Regions from separate parts of the Gossypium arboreum genome. Here region 2 is linked to region 1. Evidence: chromatin contacts called from public Hi-C data. All regions are on one chromosome and are shown on one strand. Each heading gives the region's core, a stretch centred on a gene start, on an enhancer-like site or on the middle of the called end of the contact. The rest is flanking DNA. Distances are from core to core; before and after follow the strand shown. Region 1 holds the start of LOC108467921 (auxin-responsive protein IAA13). Region 2 holds the start of LOC108479687 (beta-amylase 1, chloroplastic-like).

Evidence for each region. Hi-C and Micro-C count contacts between places; a contact is called where the count stands out from the background.
Region 2: a contact with region 1 is called in a Hi-C map of leaf, with 2.6 times the contacts expected there. The contact joins the promoter of LOC108479687 here to the promoter of LOC108467921 in region 1. A contact is called at or near these places in 2 of 5 Hi-C or Micro-C datasets (both in leaf).

What each region holds. Positions count from the first base shown.
Region 1 is chr10:98,805,075-98,807,957 of ASM2569848v2, reverse strand. It overlaps LOC108467921 (auxin-responsive protein IAA13), which reads right to left and starts at 1,485. Exons shown (of 5, transcript XM_017768741.2): 1 at 643-1,485; 2 at 233-555; 3 at 28-145. The coding sequence starts at 1,007.
Region 2 is chr10:99,175,275-99,178,157 of ASM2569848v2, reverse strand. LOC108479687 (beta-amylase 1, chloroplastic-like) reads right to left here and starts at 1,438. Exons shown (of 4, transcript XM_017782420.2): 1 at 539-1,438. The coding sequence starts at 1,173.

The sequences.
Region 1 (2,883 bases), core at 236-2,735:
GTCATTTACAAGTCTCAAATGTCATACCTCCATGGGACATCTCCAACAAGCATCCAGTCTCCCTCTTTGTCTTCATAAGTCAAAACAAATTCAAATGATCCATCCAAAAGCTTAGAAGCCTTGGTTAATTGTTCCTTCTCTGCACCTATAAAAAAAAGGGGGGGGGGGTTAATTGCATTAACATCACCACACAAAGCAGAGGAGGAGTAGAACACAAGTAAAGAGGAATTACCAACTGAGTTAGTAGATCTGAGGAACATATCCTCAAGTGCTTGAGCCAAACTCTGATAGCAAGAATGAGCATTCAAATCAACTTTCCTTCCTATTGGGATTCCATCCATATTCACCTTAACAAACCCAAGATGTCCTTTTTCATTAACAGTAGTTGTTGAACTGATTTTGTTACCATTGTAATTAAGTTTCTTCTTCAAAGCATCTTTGGGTTTATCTTTTTCACCAATTCCACTGTCTCCTTCATCAGCTCTTTGAGACTTTGCTTGGTTCACCAAGCTGTTCATCCTATAAGCTCTTATGGGTGGCCATCCCACAACTTGACTGCTTCCACTAATAAAGCATTAAATTGAATAAATTGAATACAACACAGAAGAGAAGAAGGTTTAATAAAGTGTTGAAGAAATAAACCTGATACCAGTAGGGGATCCACCCTCATGGGAGACAGATTCAGCAGCTCTTTTGGTCCCAGAAACAGAAACAGAAGGACCGCCATTTTTGGTTCTATGAGAAACCACAGAAGGGAAGTCCTTTGCAGTCAAGATTCTACCACACTCACCCCATGAAGAAGTGGCAGTGGCAGGCTTAGTTTTCCCTGTAGCACCACCAAGGCTCAGCCCCAGACCTAACTCCAACTCACTCTCAGCTGGATATGAACATGCCTCAGAAACAACCTCCACTTTAGACAACACTGCTGATTCATTTGTAGAAACCCCAGAAGAACCACCGCCGCCACCACCACCACCACCGCCAAGTAAAACTAACTCACCTTCCATCACTAAACAAGGAAAGAAATTCAAAGATCAAGACGTGTTACAAGTGAGAGGGGAAAATAAACAAGGGCTTTCTTTTTTTTTTTTTGGGAGAAGAGGGAGGTATAGGGGAGGGCAAAAAGGGAGAAGGTAGGTTAGAGAAGGTGGTGGAGGAAGTGATGATGATGGGACCCATATGTCTGCTAGTGCGCCTAGCACTCTCACCGGTCACCACTCTCTTTACTTAAAAAAAACAACATTTTTTTCCCTAGACATGATCATGTCTCTTTAGAATCTGGCTTTTCTTCTGTTTGTTGGAAATATATATGTTATAAAAAAATATGAAATCCAAAAAGAGAAAAATAAAAAAAGGAACTGTAAATCTGCAGACAAGAGTCAGGGCATATAAAACTAGGGAGTTAAGGAAGTAGGAGTTAATGTCTGATGTCTTTGGTCTAATTGTCGACATTCCAAAGTCTTTGTCGTTGTGAATGTGAGCTGTGGTTTAACTTGAAAGTATGCTATATTTATTCTACTTTTTCACCACATTTTACTTCATTTATTTATTTATTTGTAAGAATTTGATTGGGTGACTGAATTAGTTAAAATTGGTTCAATTTATTTAATAATGTTTAAATAAAAATAATAAAATTCTAGAATTTATACAATAAATATGTGCCAGTTAGCTAAACTCAAAAAAATAAATACCCAAAACAAATTTTAAAATAAGTTCCATATTGATATGGTTTGTCACTCGTTTTTTCATAATAATTTTTTCTGATTATTTGAAATCTATTGAATCAAAAATTTCAATTCAATTAATCAGTTTAATCCAAATCTCATATCACCAATTTTACCATATTAAAAATATTTATGCTTTCCATTCCAATAAAAAAATATTTATAGTCAAAAGTAAACCATTAAATAAACCAAAAATATTTATAGTAAAAGTAAAACATTGAATAAACAAAAAAAAAAAAAGTAAAGAAGTAATGATTTCAAGGTAAAATATATTAGATTTCTTTAAAGGAATATAGTTGAGTATAAATTTAAAATATACTCTAAATCCTACTCACAGTATTTTGAAAAATTACATCCCTATTTTTGTTTTAAAGAATTAATTCCTTTTACTTTTCAGGTTTAAAATGTAAATTTAATTGTTAATATTGTTAAAATTATTCTATTAAATTTTATTTTTATTACATGACTACAAAGTAAATTTTTTAATTTTAAAATATCACACGATTCAATTTAATGGAAATATTTTAGTAACATTAACAATTATGTGTACAGAAAATATATGGACTTAAAATGTCGTGAGTGTCCATTTCAAATCTTGCCTTGCATAAATTATATGCGGGCTTTATACAAATTTATGTATGGCTTAAATGACGCCATTTACGAAAGGTCTGTCCTGAGTTATTTTAATTTAAGATAAATTAAATTATGTCCAAATTGTACTTTGTAAAATTTAATTCAACATTTAATAATTCAAATATATAGATTGATAAGTAGAATTTTCATAAAAAAAATAACACATAATTTAACCTAGAAAAGTGAGATGAATAGACGTTATAATTATAATTATATGTTGTAACCATTCAAAACTAACACCTCAAGTAAATTGATTTTGATTGAATCAAATTGATTCATCAATTCAATATTTTTAATTTTTATTATAAATTTTATAACTATCTTCTTTTTACAACTTTTTCTTTATGCTCGAACATGACCTCCTTTATAAAATAAATAGGTAAATCCTAATTAATTATTATAATGATAAATTCTACTTAAAGTCAACAAATTAAATTAATTAAGATTAAACCCACACATAGTCACATAAAATTATAAATAATAAATCTCACTTAAAACTCACTATATTTATCAAAACTGAACTAAG
Region 2 (2,883 bases), core at 189-2,688, 370 kb before region 1:
CCACCGTATGGGGGCTTATGAAAATTTCCATACAAACCCCATATTCTCTGCCTGGAGAGATGGAGAGAAATGAAAGCTACCACCGTACCCTCCGTGAAAATGGGTCCTTATCCTTCGTAAAAAAAAATTTTTCTGATTCATGAACTTTTAAAATAGGTTCTGAAAATTTATTTCCATATCTATCTCCAAATTTAATTTCTTTCGGTCCCCTTTTTACCCCACTTTTGTAAAAAGATGCAATGAAAGCTTACGTTATCCCTTCATCTAAATTTTTTTTTAAAAACGTTGGTTCATCTGATTGTCTCTTTCAAATTCAAAAAAAAGCAAATGATTGACTTGGAATCAATAATTAATCAAACGTGTAAACTTTTCTTTCTTCTTGATTTTCAAAAAGGTATCCCATCCCCACAAAAATTAATTTAAAATTACTATTTTTTAAATAAAATTTTCATAAGCTGAGTAACGGGATCTTGAAGAAAAAGAAGGGTTTAAATTTTAAAAGTTAAACAGTAAAGAGAGGTAAGGAGGAGATACGAACGTGCAAGAGTCACCGACGTTGCCGCCACACTGATGGAATGACATGACAGCCTGGACTTTAAGGCCATGCTTCTTAGCCATCTCGAGAAGCTCGGCGTAGCCACCCCAATTGTAAGCACCCGGCGCTTCCCTCTCCACCAGCCCCCACCAAACGTCAATCATTATCCCCTCCACTCCCGCGCTTTTCAGCGCGTGGAGACTCGCATTCATCGCCTTCTTTCTATTCACCGTATTCCCGTTCGTCACGCTATCCAACGGCATCATCACGTAAACCGGAACCCCTTTCTTCTCCTCTTTCTTCCCTCCCTCCTTCCACGCCACCGACGCCGATGACTCCTCAGCCGTCTCCAGCGGTGATAACGTCCCGTAGGCCTGGCAAGCGGCGGACAGATCCGGACGCAGCGACGGACTCATCATAGCCGACCTGTTTGCCGCGCTTCGCGGCGTCAGCGGTGGAGTTAACATTGGAGGGGACAGAGCTTCTCCTGGGGCGTTGCATCGGAGATTCGCCAATGGAACTTTCCGAACTCCCGACACATTAGCCGTCGCTGAGGATGATTGTTCTCCGGTAGTGACTTCAGCTGCAATTTGTGTCCCGGCTAGAGATCCAATCTGATGCGCCAAATTCAACGCCATTTTCTATTTATTCGAATTGTTTGGCTTTTCCGATTACCTGTCAGAGATGAGAAGAAAAAAGGAAATGAATCTTACACCCTTTTCTTTTTTGTTTTGCGTAAATTTATTCAGTTGGGGATGTTTCCGACTTTGAATGTGAGCTGAGGCTTGAAGGTGTTGTGAGATGAAGTATTTATAGAAACGAAATTTAAAGAAGGGGCGATCCAGGAGGCAACGGCTACGATTGCTGGACTCACGTGAGAATGGACGGTTAGATTAAATAAGTGTCGTGAACGCGTTTTTTTGGAGTGAGGGACTAAAAAATAGGATAGCGAAAGAGATAGAGGCACGTGTTTATAAGGGAACATTCACGTGTCCGATCCTTTCGGCTTAAGACATAGGATAAGAGGATTTAGTGTTTTGTTTCTAAGGCTACTTAGACGTCCACGCAAGGGGCAGGCAGGGGGACAGGTGGATGGTTTTGAGGGGCGGTAGGACGGCAGATAATGCCACCTTCTGTTGGTTTAAGACACATAGGGTCCGTAATATCGGGTGATTCAGCATAAATCAACGGTAGAAACCGAATTTAGGGTCTGGCCCGATATCATATGATTGGGAATTGGTGGCTCTGATTCACTTTTGATTCTTGTGTGGACCACCCTTGAATCTTGGATACATTATGGGGACTGCTGCCAACTTCTTCCTTAAGATTTGTGAAGAGAAAACGACCTATACCCCATAAATTTGAACTGCGTAGGAAACAGCATAGATAAGATAGTAATTAAAATTTAGAATATTTGAGAATTAAATTTTTATATCGGTGTAATTTTTTTTTAATTCACATAATCATCCTTTAACATTACAAAAAAAAAATCATTTTATCATTTTATCATTTTATCTTTTATTTAACTTTTCACCTTTTCTAGACCAAGCTAGAAAATTTTAAAATGATAAAATTAAATTATAATTTTACGATAATAAAAATATTATTTTATTATTTTAATAGTTTATATTTTTATAATTTTAAAAATTAAATTAAATTGTTATCATTTTAGGAAACTAAATTACAATTTTACCTTTATTAATTTAAATTAAAATTTTATAGGGCCTTAGTAGAAAATTTTTCATTTTAGGAGGTTAAGGCCCTCGCCAAATTTCCTAGTTATGCCCTTGTTCTAGCTTTTAAATTTGTATTTATTTTTTAAAATAAAGTCATCTCAAAATAGATTGAAAAATTAACATTTGTAACTTTGTTAACGTAGCATACACCTAGATTGCCATGTGGATGACATGTCAGCATTAAATTAATTTTTTAAAAATTTTAAAAATTTTAAAAATTATTTCTAAAATTAAATGGTTAAAAATATAAAAAATATAATTCTTTTTATGTTTTAATTTTTAAAAAAATTAATTAAATATTGGCATGTTATCCACGTGGCAATCCACGTGTATGCCACATTAGCAAAGTTAACAAATATTAACTTTTTCACCTATTTTTGGGTGATTTGATAAAAAATATAAATTTAAGGACTAAAAGACGAAAAATAAATAGAGGGTCAAAATTATTTTTTTGGAAAACTAGAGAGTCAAAAAATCATTATATCTTTTAATTATATAAATTGGATTAAGGATATCGACAAAACTCGTTGGAACCTCAATTATTGTAATAATTTAGATATTTGAGTTTGAATGTAAATTTGTTTAAGGATTAGAAGTTATGAATAGTAGATT